3 separate regions of the Mus musculus genome follow, and all the other regions are linked to region 2. Evidence: chromatin contacts called from public Hi-C and promoter capture Hi-C data. All regions are on one chromosome and are shown on one strand. The core of a region is the stretch at or near the end of the contact, and the rest is flanking DNA. Distances in the headings are between cores, read along the strand shown. Region 1 holds the start of Ano7 (anoctamin 7). Region 2 holds the start of Crocc2 (ciliary rootlet coiled-coil, rootletin family member 2). Region 3 overlaps Pask (PAS domain containing serine/threonine kinase).

Evidence for each region. Promoter capture Hi-C pulls out the DNA fragments that hold promoters and counts their contacts. A called contact is a pair of places that touch in the nucleus more often than the background predicts.
Region 1: a contact with region 2 is called in a promoter capture Hi-C map of hippocampal neurons, with 4 times the contacts expected there. The contact joins the promoter of Ano7 here to the promoter of Crocc2 in region 2. A contact is called at or near these places in 15 of 39 promoter capture datasets (the C10 cell line, cranial neural crest, embryonic stem cells and 7 more), 4 of 15 datasets of contacts at CTCF or cohesin (the NIH/3T3 cell line, embryonic stem cells, large pre-B cells and 1 more), 11 of 484 Hi-C or Micro-C datasets (the G1E-ER4 cell line, cortical neurons, embryonic stem cells and 4 more), 3 of 115 datasets of contacts at active chromatin or transcription factors (embryonic stem cells, pancreatic cancer cells and stem cell-derived neural progenitor cells) and 4 of 9 other capture datasets (adipose tissue, embryonic stem cells, liver and 1 more).
Region 3: a contact with region 2 is called in a Hi-C map of embryonic fibroblasts, with 2.0 times the contacts expected there. The contact joins the enhancer-like site here to the promoter of Crocc2 in region 2. A contact is called at or near these places in 11 of 39 promoter capture datasets (the C10 cell line, the SN4741 cell line, Sertoli cells and 7 more), 4 of 15 datasets of contacts at CTCF or cohesin (the NIH/3T3 cell line, large pre-B cells, pro-B cells and 1 more), 11 of 484 Hi-C or Micro-C datasets (the C10 cell line, the N1E-115 cell line, embryonic fibroblasts and 6 more), 8 of 115 datasets of contacts at active chromatin or transcription factors (the NIH/3T3 cell line, craniofacial prominence, embryonic hindbrain and 5 more) and 4 of 9 other capture datasets (adipose tissue, embryonic stem cells, liver and 1 more).

The regions. Positions count from the first base shown.
Region 1 is chr1:93,372,074-93,375,230 of GRCm38.p6, reverse strand. Ano7 (anoctamin 7) reads right to left here and starts at 1,335. Exons shown (of 24, transcript NM_207031.2): 1 at 1,184-1,335; 2 at 1-96. The coding sequence starts at 89.
Region 2 is chr1:93,167,041-93,170,382 of GRCm38.p6, reverse strand. It overlaps Crocc2 (ciliary rootlet coiled-coil, rootletin family member 2), which reads right to left and starts at 1,960. Exons shown (of 32, transcript NM_001310428.1): 1 at 1,581-1,960. The coding sequence starts at 1,658.
Region 3 is chr1:93,325,209-93,328,355 of GRCm38.p6, reverse strand. Pask (PAS domain containing serine/threonine kinase) reads left to right here. Exons shown (of 18, transcript NM_080850.2): 7 at 880-1,140; 8 at 2,824-2,992. Among named protein-coding and RNA genes, the nearest start is that of Pask, 16 kb to the left of the region's middle. Within about 2 kb of position 1,630, at least 25 of the 459 cell types and tissues checked have an H3K27ac peak or open chromatin away from gene starts, as enhancers often do. A contact at or near this core is called in the NIH/3T3 cell line, the SN4741 cell line and embryonic fibroblasts, where this site is marked.

The DNA of each region.
Region 1 (3,157 bases), core at 86-2,585, 210 kb before region 2:
CTCCCATAGGAGCATCCATTCCCTGCTTCAGGGGAGGCCATGTCGATCAGCACCACGCTGTCTTCTTCTCGCGCTTGCCCCCGCAGCATGTCACTCCTGCGCCACACCAAGGCCAGGGAGTCAGAGGATGGAGTGGTTAGAGAGGACACCAATGAGAGCCAGTCCTGACACTGTGGCAGAGCCTGCAGCAAGCCTATTTTACAGGTGAGGAGGCTGGCTCATAGACTAACAGGGGCACTGCTAGGGCTGGACAGTACTATCCTAATGTGGGCATGTGAGGATCCTGACATCCTGGCTCAGTAGCTCCAGGAAAAGAGCCAGCCACTGAATGATAGCTGGTATTTAAGAGCCTAGCATCCATCCATCCATCTGTCCATCCGTCTGTCCGTCCATCCATCCACCCACCCACCAAGTGTGGGGCTCCCTTTCATTCTGGGTAAGGCTTACTATAAGGCTGCCACACAGACCCCCCCAGCCCCTTCTTATAGAGGAGGGTCATTTGGGCCATTTGGGCCATGGAGGATAGACAGTGCCCTATAAAGCCATCTGCCTTTTTTGCAATTCTGGAGGAACTACTGCTAGGACCCCAGGCTCTCCCTGCAAGGAAGAGCACAGTCACTTATGGAGTTTTATGGGCTTTCCATGCCAGCCTGTGACCTGTGGTCCTGGAAGGAGGTGGCTGGGAGCAGGGCTGTTGTTCCGGTGGGTGGGAAGGGAATGACATCGCTCTCATTCTACTTCCCCATTTTAGATAAATGGAGGCCTGGAATGGTAGACATAAGCCCAAACCTGCTAGGACTCGGTACTACAATGTGAGGACCCCAGGAGCCAATGAGAACCAAAGGATGCCCTTGGACAAAGGCTCTGGGGCATATGTCATCTGATGGGTGGGACAGGGAAGACAAAGGAGTACCAACCAGAGACTTCAGACGCGGTCTGTTATGAGCAGGTGGAATGCTGTGTCCTTAGGGTAGGGTGCCCTATTCAAAGCCACACTGAACACTGTCCCTGCCTCTCTAGAGCTTAGAGAAGACACTGTGCCAGGTAGGCTTCTGGGGCCCAAGAGTAAGCCCCAGCCCCGCTGCTCGGCGTTCAGAGCCAGGAGCCCCAGTGGCTCATATTTTCTGCAGTCCCTCCTGTCCTCCCCATGGCCCAAGCATCCAGGAGGAGGACACCACCCTACCTGGCACAGTGGCTTCCAGAGGAGACCTCAGAGTTCACAGCCAGCCCATCAACACAAGCCTGGTTCCAGCAGGAGCAAAATCAGGGCCAGCCACCCCAGTCTCCTGGGCTCTGCCTGAGCTGTGGCAGCCGCTCACCTGCCCTTGCCTCACTGCACAGGGTAAGGGGGCTGGAAGCAGACAAGAGAGGTACTAAGTGCAGTCAGCCACCAGGGTGAGGTCTCTGATTGTGTCTCTGGACAGGATCTGCCTGTTTGAAAAGAGGGTGTGGGACTCTGAGCCAGCAAACAGCCAGCCCACTTTTCCTTCACACACCCTACATGCAAATTCGAGGTGCCTCAGGTACCCTATTTGTTTAGAGATTCCGTGGCAGCAGGCCGGGCTTCCATAAGGGAAGTCCAGGGAGATGGTGGTTATAGGGCCAGCCATAGGTATCCCCTGTCAGGTGGCCCTGTTTATGTGGGGGTGAAGCTTCATGGGGGAGAGGGCTTTACCATTTCTGGTAGTGTGAGCTTGGACGTTCTTGGGAACACACTGTCAGAAACACAGACGAACAGTTGTGTTTTCTCACAGTATCACATTTTATTGACAAATTCACGAGGTACAGCATTTTCAATGGCAGCAATTTGCCAGATACTCCTGCAGTCCTTGCTGAGGCAAACACAGGTTACTGTATTCTAATCTTAATTACTCTCATGATACACTACATATCACACAGTAAATTTCTCTATATATGTATATGTGTAGATTATAGAATGGTTGTAAGGGGTTAAAGATGCAAGGAGTTTCAGAGTTTCCAACAGGCCTGAGAAGCCAAAGCTGGGAAACTCAGGGCCACGAGTCTCTGACAATGAGGTAAACAGGACCGGAGCACTTGGGGAAACTGTGGCTGAGTCAGGACCCCTGACTGCAGGTTTGAGAGTGAGGCGGTAGAGCTGAGTCCGGCTGTTTGAGGAGGCAAAAGGGCAAGTCGGGGTCCAGACAAAGGAAGGGGCTGAGTGACAACGGAGATGGGAGGAGGGCAGATGGCATCTGCAACGGTGACAGCTGTGTCAGCAGTGCACCCAGACGACCGGAAGCCTCTGGAAGAGTCACTTCTTTGCCTGTTAGTCAGTCCTTGATGCATGCAGGGCAGTGAGGAGACAGGTCAGTGGGGACTCTCACCAGCCAACTGCTAATGTCTACTCCTCTATGGACTCCTCACATGTAGGAGCTCCATAGTTTCCTTGGCCTGCTGTGCCCAGGAAGTTCTTAGGCTTGACTTTCCTGATATGATATTAATATGCTCATATCCCCCACAGTCCCAACCCACTATGATAAATTACAGAGTAGTACCCTCCCTATTCCCAGGATGACCATTCAGTAGTCTTGCCACGTGGACGGTGTGGAACAGGTGGTGTACCTTCCATCCTCAAGAGAGTACAAAGCTGCTTGTAAATGCAATGTCTCAGGGGTGGTCACTGTTTTACACAATATGGAGGCACTTAGGGCAAGGTACAGGCCTAACCTCAACAGGCATGTGCACCTTCTCAGGGCCTAGCTCTTCCGCTCCTTGGTTCTGGCCAGTCAGTGAGCCACTCCCCTGTCTCCTTCTTTCCCCTCTGCTCCCTTCTAAGATATCTCCGAGAACCTCAGGCTCAGGTCTCCAAGCCCTCTCAGCAGCTTTAGGCCTTGGCACCTCCCAGGCACCCTCCATTCTGGGTCTTGTGAGATGAACAGCAGGTCAACCCCTGGTGGGCAACAGATGCTGGTGGGCAACAGGCCCTGGATACTCCAGGGAGACCAGACTACCCAGACCCAGAGATGGACTCTGGACATGACTGCCATCAAGCCTCATAGAAAACAGGAGAGCAGTCGGGTGGTGGTGGTGGTACAAGCCTTTAATCCCAGCACTCGGGAGGCAGAGGCAGGTGGATTTCTGAGTTTGAGGCCAGCCTGGTCTACAGAGTGAGTTCCAGGACAGCCAGGGCTACACA
Region 2 (3,342 bases), core at 711-3,210:
GCTTTGCCCTTCTCTGAGTCTCCCGGTTCCCTGTGTGTAGCCAGAGGAGCGGGAGGTCCCTAGAGCCCTGCCACTGGTCTGATAGGGCTATCTGGGCATCTCATGGCGCCTGCCTGCTGCATGTTCACCTCAGGTAATTGCACAGAGATCTCAATCACTGCTGCGCAAATAGCAGGTGTGGCTGGGCAGACAGAAAAGCCTCACCAGGCTTGGTATGACTTTCAGCTTCCCAGGGACAGTGGGCTTAGGTACATGCAGAGCCCTCCACCCCACAACAACCATGCCCAGAGATGTTTGCATCACTCTGGGATTCTACCTCAAGAACGTGGGCACACATACAGACATGCCCTCCCACCATCAAGTCTCCGAGGAGCTAGCTGGTCAGGTCCTTACAGGATGATGTATGAGCCAATGGGTGCTGGGCTGTGAGTGTTCTGTGAGCTCTGGTGTGCTGACTCTCTTTCTGAACCCATCACCGGCCTTGCCGTCAGAATTCAGCCTGAGACCCTTTGGGTAGAAGTGTGCCAGTGTCCGCTCAGGTGAGAGTACCCACCCAGGACACTCTCTTTTCTTGTTGCATCAATTAACTTATTGTTTTAATTACATTTATTTAGTTGTGTGTGGGTTTGGGGTGTGTATGTGCCGTAGTGTGTGTGTAGATGTCTGAGGGTAAATTTTGGAGTTGGATTTCTTTACCACGTGACTTCCAGGGATCAAGCTCAGGTCATCAGACTCGGAGGCAACTGTCTTCACCCACTGAGCCATCTCCTCCACCCCAACTGACTTTAATATTCTGTTTGCATCACGGTCTGTCCTATGTGGGCAGATGTGTATGTCTATGTGTACAAAGATGCTAACAGGCTATTTAGCCACCTGACACCATCTGTGCGGTTGGTTACTCCTCTCAGGGGATCTGATATATTGTTTACCTAGGACCATGTCAACCCCCTGCAGCATGGCTTTGAGGGTCTGAGAGCTGGGTTAATGAACTCTCTGAGTCAGCAGGTCCATCTGGGGTACAGTGAGTCCCCAGTGGTCGGGGACTGTCTGGCTGGGGTGGCTGGATGATGACAGTGTAGGGATGTGGGCTGGCAAGTAGGTGGGCTTTTAGTAATGGGACATGGTGAGGGGGACAGGGATACAGGACCAGTTGTGTTGTTCCTATTTTCCAGGTAAGTTCTGTGAAGATAGAAATGGAACTTCTGCAGTTTATAGAGTGGGTACTGGGGTTATCTCCAAATTGAAGCCCCTCTTCTAAGCTCAGACTCAATTGCTCCCATACCTAGCCACTAACACAGTGGAGCCCCTCACCCTGTCCCTTCCACGTTGGTGTGCAGGCTGCAAGCCTAGGACTCCAGAGGGGTGCTGGCTTTCTGAGCCACTTCGCCTGTCTGGAGATCTGCACTTGCACGCTCATATTCACACTGAGCATGTGCGCAGGTAGAATGTGCTCCTGGTGGGGGGTGGGAGGAGGGGGTGCAGCTGCACGCCGGGCAGCAGGCAGCGGGCAGCGTCCTATTTAAAAGTGCTCTCAAGACCTGCTCTCCAGGGGTCACGGAGGGGGCAGCCACTTCACTGACCTTGATCACTGTGTCCAACCCCAGCTGAGACTGCTCCGTGGTGTCTCCATCATCAGGATTGCTGGAAGTGGAGCTCATCTTGGGCAGAAGCACAGGACCTCAAATAGTTTGTACCTGGGCTCCTCAGCACGTCTCTTCTTTGAGCCTCAACCACCCAGTACCTTCCTGTGTGCAGTACCTGGAGCCACTGTGCTGGTTTGGCCCGTTGAATTCACTTGCTCCTGAGCACCCAGATGCCCCACCTTGATTGTGGAGACCACACGCCAAACAAGCCCATGAGTGTTGCTGTGGCAACCAGGACGCTGAGTGCCCAGGTTTCCCTGGAAATAGGAGTAAGGGCTTGCTGTGAGAGCTAAGGAACACTGTTGCCTGAAGCGGTTTCCCCGGAGACCTGGAGTGAAGCTGACCGGAGGGAGGGACCAGCGTCTTCCTAGAGCCCCCGTTTACTGTTTAGGGAGACTTGTTTGCTTGCTGATCACACCCAGGGGTGCAGACCACAAGCCCATTCAGGGTCACTAACTGACTTAGTTCATGTGCCAAAGAACTTTGTGATCGGTAGTGAGATGTGTGTCACAGATGTCTAAGGATTAGGGAGGGACAGAGCTTCCCCAGGAACAAAGGTCTTCCTTTGTAGCAAAGGTTTCCTCTTGGAGCCTGGCAGGTTACCTGCTCTGCAGTGCCCTACTTAGACACATAGAGAATGCATCCTTCCCCAGTTACCCTGTTGGTACTAATCTGGTACTAAACTTACCAATACAGACGCTCAACCTACTTCTGAGACCTTCTGAACTCTGCTGCCATTTCTGCGCAGTCACTCTGTAATCCATGCATATGCATACAGATAGAGAGATAGATTCGCTGTGTGCTATGTGATGTCAGCGTTAACATTAGTAATTAAAGTTAGAACAAGAGAATCTGCCTTTACCTTAGGCCAGGCTACCCAAGCAGGTGGGACTATATGTAAAACGTGTTATTGAAACTGCTAAATCTTATATGTTCATTGTTAGTCAATAAATTTTGACACAGAAAACACAAGCACATTCCATCTATTTTTCTGGGCACAGTGTGCTCATGACAGAGAGGTTCCAGGAAGAGGGGGGCTGGTTCTCAGGAGGGGCCACCCTGTTTCTTACTCAGGCATCCCTCCTGACCCCTATATCCATTTCTAGGTCATAGGATGGACTCTGCCAGTGGACAGATGCTTTGTTCTGTCCTCCTCTCTTGTCCGAAAGCCCTTGATGTTGTTCACCGATCCACCCCTCCTGGCCATGTGCAGGAGCTTGAGACCCCCATCCTTGCACTCTGGATACTGGTTGGTTGGGGCCCTTATGTGGTCCGTGAGTGTAGCTTCTGGTCCAGGGCTATTGATGACAAGGAGAATTTTCAGTGCAAGTCCAGAGTATATTCTTCAACGAATCCTGTTAGATTGTGTACAGTGTGTCTCAGCAGGGCCTTGGCTAGGCCTGACCCTTCTCCTAACTAACAGGACTGTTGGACCCAGAACCCTGGACCTCCTGTCCTGCTACAGTTGCAAGGGCATGCTCTGTCCCCACTGTCCATTCTCCCAGCATGTGACCGATTTTGCCCCATCTGTGCCCACCTGTCTGGCAGACTGTTCAATACTTCTGTACTTGGAGGGAGACTCCTTTTCAGAGAGGCTCCTGCCGTCATTTCTTCCTCCATACCTGAAAACTCACCAGAAACAGCCCCAGGACACGACAAACCCTGGATTCCCAATTCCCTGGAGAATGGTTCATAACAG
Region 3 (3,147 bases), core at 381-2,880, 160 kb before region 2:
AGGTCAGCCTGGTCTACAGAGTGAGTTCCAGGACAGCCAGGACTACACAGAGAAACCCTGTCTCGGAAGGAAGAAAAAGAAAGAGAGAGAGAGAGAGAGAGAGAGAGAGAGAGAGAGAGAGAGAGAGAGAGAGAAAGAAAGAGAGGGAGAAAGAAAGAGAGGGAGAAAGAAAGAGAGAGAGAAAGAAAGAAAGGAAGGAAAGGTTTCTTTTGGCTTACAGCTGAAGGTACAGTCTAAGGCGACAGGAGTGTGATGCGGCTGCTCAGTTGCAGCACATCACCCTTGGGAAGCAGAGAGTGATGACTGAATGCTGCATGCTCAGCTCCCCTCGCCACTTGTACAGTCTAGGACCCCAGCCACAGTGGGTGGGTCTCCCCACCTAAGCCAGTGCAGTCAAGATCACTCCCTACAGGCATGCCCAGAGGCCTGTCCTGAAGCTGGTTCTAGACTCTGTCGTGATGACCCTAATCACCACAGCCACTCTCATAGATGGATTCTGCTTTCACTGAGACCAGGAGGTGCGGGAGAGGCACCTCTTCTTTCCCTTCCAGATTTGGAGCTAAGGAGAGGAGTGCATGCAGCCTATGGATGCCAGAAGGCTGCAGCTTGGCACAGATGCCTACTAGGGATGAGGCTGGGACCAGTCCCCTTATTGGTTTGTACCTTGGTCATTATTATGCATTTGTTCTGGGCCCAGAGTCCTCCCAGCCTGTTGCTGCAATTGCCAAGGTTCCAAATTCTTGGGGCAGGGTGGGCTGGAACAGCATAGATGGGGGATATTTCTAGCTCGGTTATGTGAGTGAGGCTGGGATCTAAAACATCGGAATTGTGCCTACACAGTACTGCTGTAATGATGAGTGGGACTGTCCTGTCTTTCAGAGTCTCAAGATTCAAAGGTCTGTTGGGAGAGCCAGAGACGGCACCACCTTCCCTCTCAGTTTGAAGCTGAAATCCAAGCCCAGTGGAAGGGCTGTAGCTGACAGTGAGGCGGCCTCTGAACCAGGTTACCAGGCTTCTGTGTGGGTGTTCTGCACCATCAGTGGCCTCATCACTCTGCTGCCAGATGGCACAATTTATGGAGTCAACCACAGCTTTGCACTAATGCTGTTTGGTTATGGAAAGACAGAGCTCCTGGGCAAGGTAGGCTTGCCTCCTTTCCTAGCTCCTCAGTATCTGATGAAACCATTCTGCATTCGTCAGAGTATTTGAACCTGATGGGCTGTAAAGCTAACAACAGGCCATACCATCCTATTCATAACCAACCATCTCATTTCCCTGGGCCACACATCAGTGGCTACTTTTGGACTGACTGTCTCCTGGGTCATTCCAGAGGAGCAAGATTGTCCTCTGCTTAGCATCTCTGTTTCTATCCAGCTGGCTCTGGTCTGGCCCATTGACCCAGGTTTTGGTGACACTGTAGATACTGTTTGTTCGCACATCCTGAGCACGGTTGGTTAGTAGGCAGTGGGGAGAAGGGGTCTTCTCTTCTTGGGCTGGGGGTTGGGTAGATGTTTTACTCACCAGGCTTCAGGCCTTAACTTTCCCTTTATCCTCAGGCAGACCTGTAGGGTGCAGTCCCATCATGGTTCTGTACAAGCCTTCGTAGACAATGTTTAACACACTCCAAGTCATACTTTAGCTATGAGTCAGCCTACTGGATCAGGCTTAGAAGAGAACGGCCATTTTGCTTCATGTGGTGCCAGCTAGGGTGACCCACTTGCTGAGTAACTCTGAGGCCTTGATAGCTCCTGTTTCTGGCTTAGATGCTGTTTGGGCATTCATGTCCTGCTTTTTAAGGGTCACCTCAGCTTCAGAAGTCATGCCTCAACTGCTCCCACGGCCTCTTTTTGTGTGGGGAATGGACCCTAGTGGTGTTCTGAGCCTTCTGGGAGGGTACATAGCTCCTATGTGCTGACGAGGGATTGTGGAGCAGCCTTGGGAAGCCACCTACTGCCAGCTTTTGGCATTGGCATATCCCTCCCCAGCTTTTGACAGCATTGAGTGCCCACCAGACTCACCGGATGGTTCCTGGATGCAGGTGCCTGTGACCCTTTACTGGGCACCTTGATCACTTGGGATCTAACTCCAAGGCAGGAGCCTCTATCTTTTCTTGTTTCTGCTAGGTAATCCTGGACTGTGTGTGACTGTGTGTGTTAAAGTATCTCATATGAGGCTCTAAAAAGGTTATTCTGTTTTTTAGTAAGACCCAAACGAGTAACTAACCTCAAATTCACTTCCAATTGAGTTATTCTTGATTAAAAAGCAGCTAGCATCTGGCTTTCTGTAGGAGTATTATAGGCTTTGAGACCTCTCAGAGAACCTCATAGCTATAAATCCTTCGCCCTCATTGAGGTTAGAGTTACTTGGATTCTTGTGGCACAGACAGTTGTTCAGGCTTGGGGGCTGCATACAGGCTTGGAAGCAGCATCTGTGTGAGCAGCTCTTGGTCTGGTAATATGGCCTTGATGGGTGCCCATCAGTGTTCTTGGACCAAGAGCTCTAAAGTTGTTAGCTTGGCAAATACAGGGTCCCTGCTCTAGGCAAATGTGAAGTCAAAGGCCAGGTATCTACTTGGAAGACATATAGGTATTTGCATAACCTGCCTTACAGTGCATTGTTTGTCTTTTTTATTAGACAATAAAAACATTCTGAATTATGTGTGAGGTGCCAGGGAACCAAAAGTGTGTGATCCAGGATCTTTCCCATTCTGAGAACTGAACTGTTCATTCACATTGCTGCTATTCTCATTTTCCAAGGAGGATGAGTTCAGTGGGTCACAGTGGATCCTCCTAGGTTCTGAAATGTCACTATTTTATTCCCTAGAATATCACTTTCCTGATTCCTGGTTTCTACCACTACATGGACCTCACATATGATAGTTCGGTACAGCTGCCAGATCTGGTCAATTGCCTCGACATTGGCAGAAAGAGTGGGCCTGGGGAGATGAACTCTGATGCCCAACACAACTGGGAACTGGCCAGTGGGGCCCAGGGTAAGGCTCAGCCTCCTCCATCACAGTGTTTATGTTGCTGAGTAGCTCCTTAGAGGTTGGTGCACTATAACAGAGATAACAAAGCAGAGGCCCCTAGTGACCTTTCCTGACTCTCAAGGGTGGGTGGAGCAATGAGAGGCTCTGTCCTAGTTTGA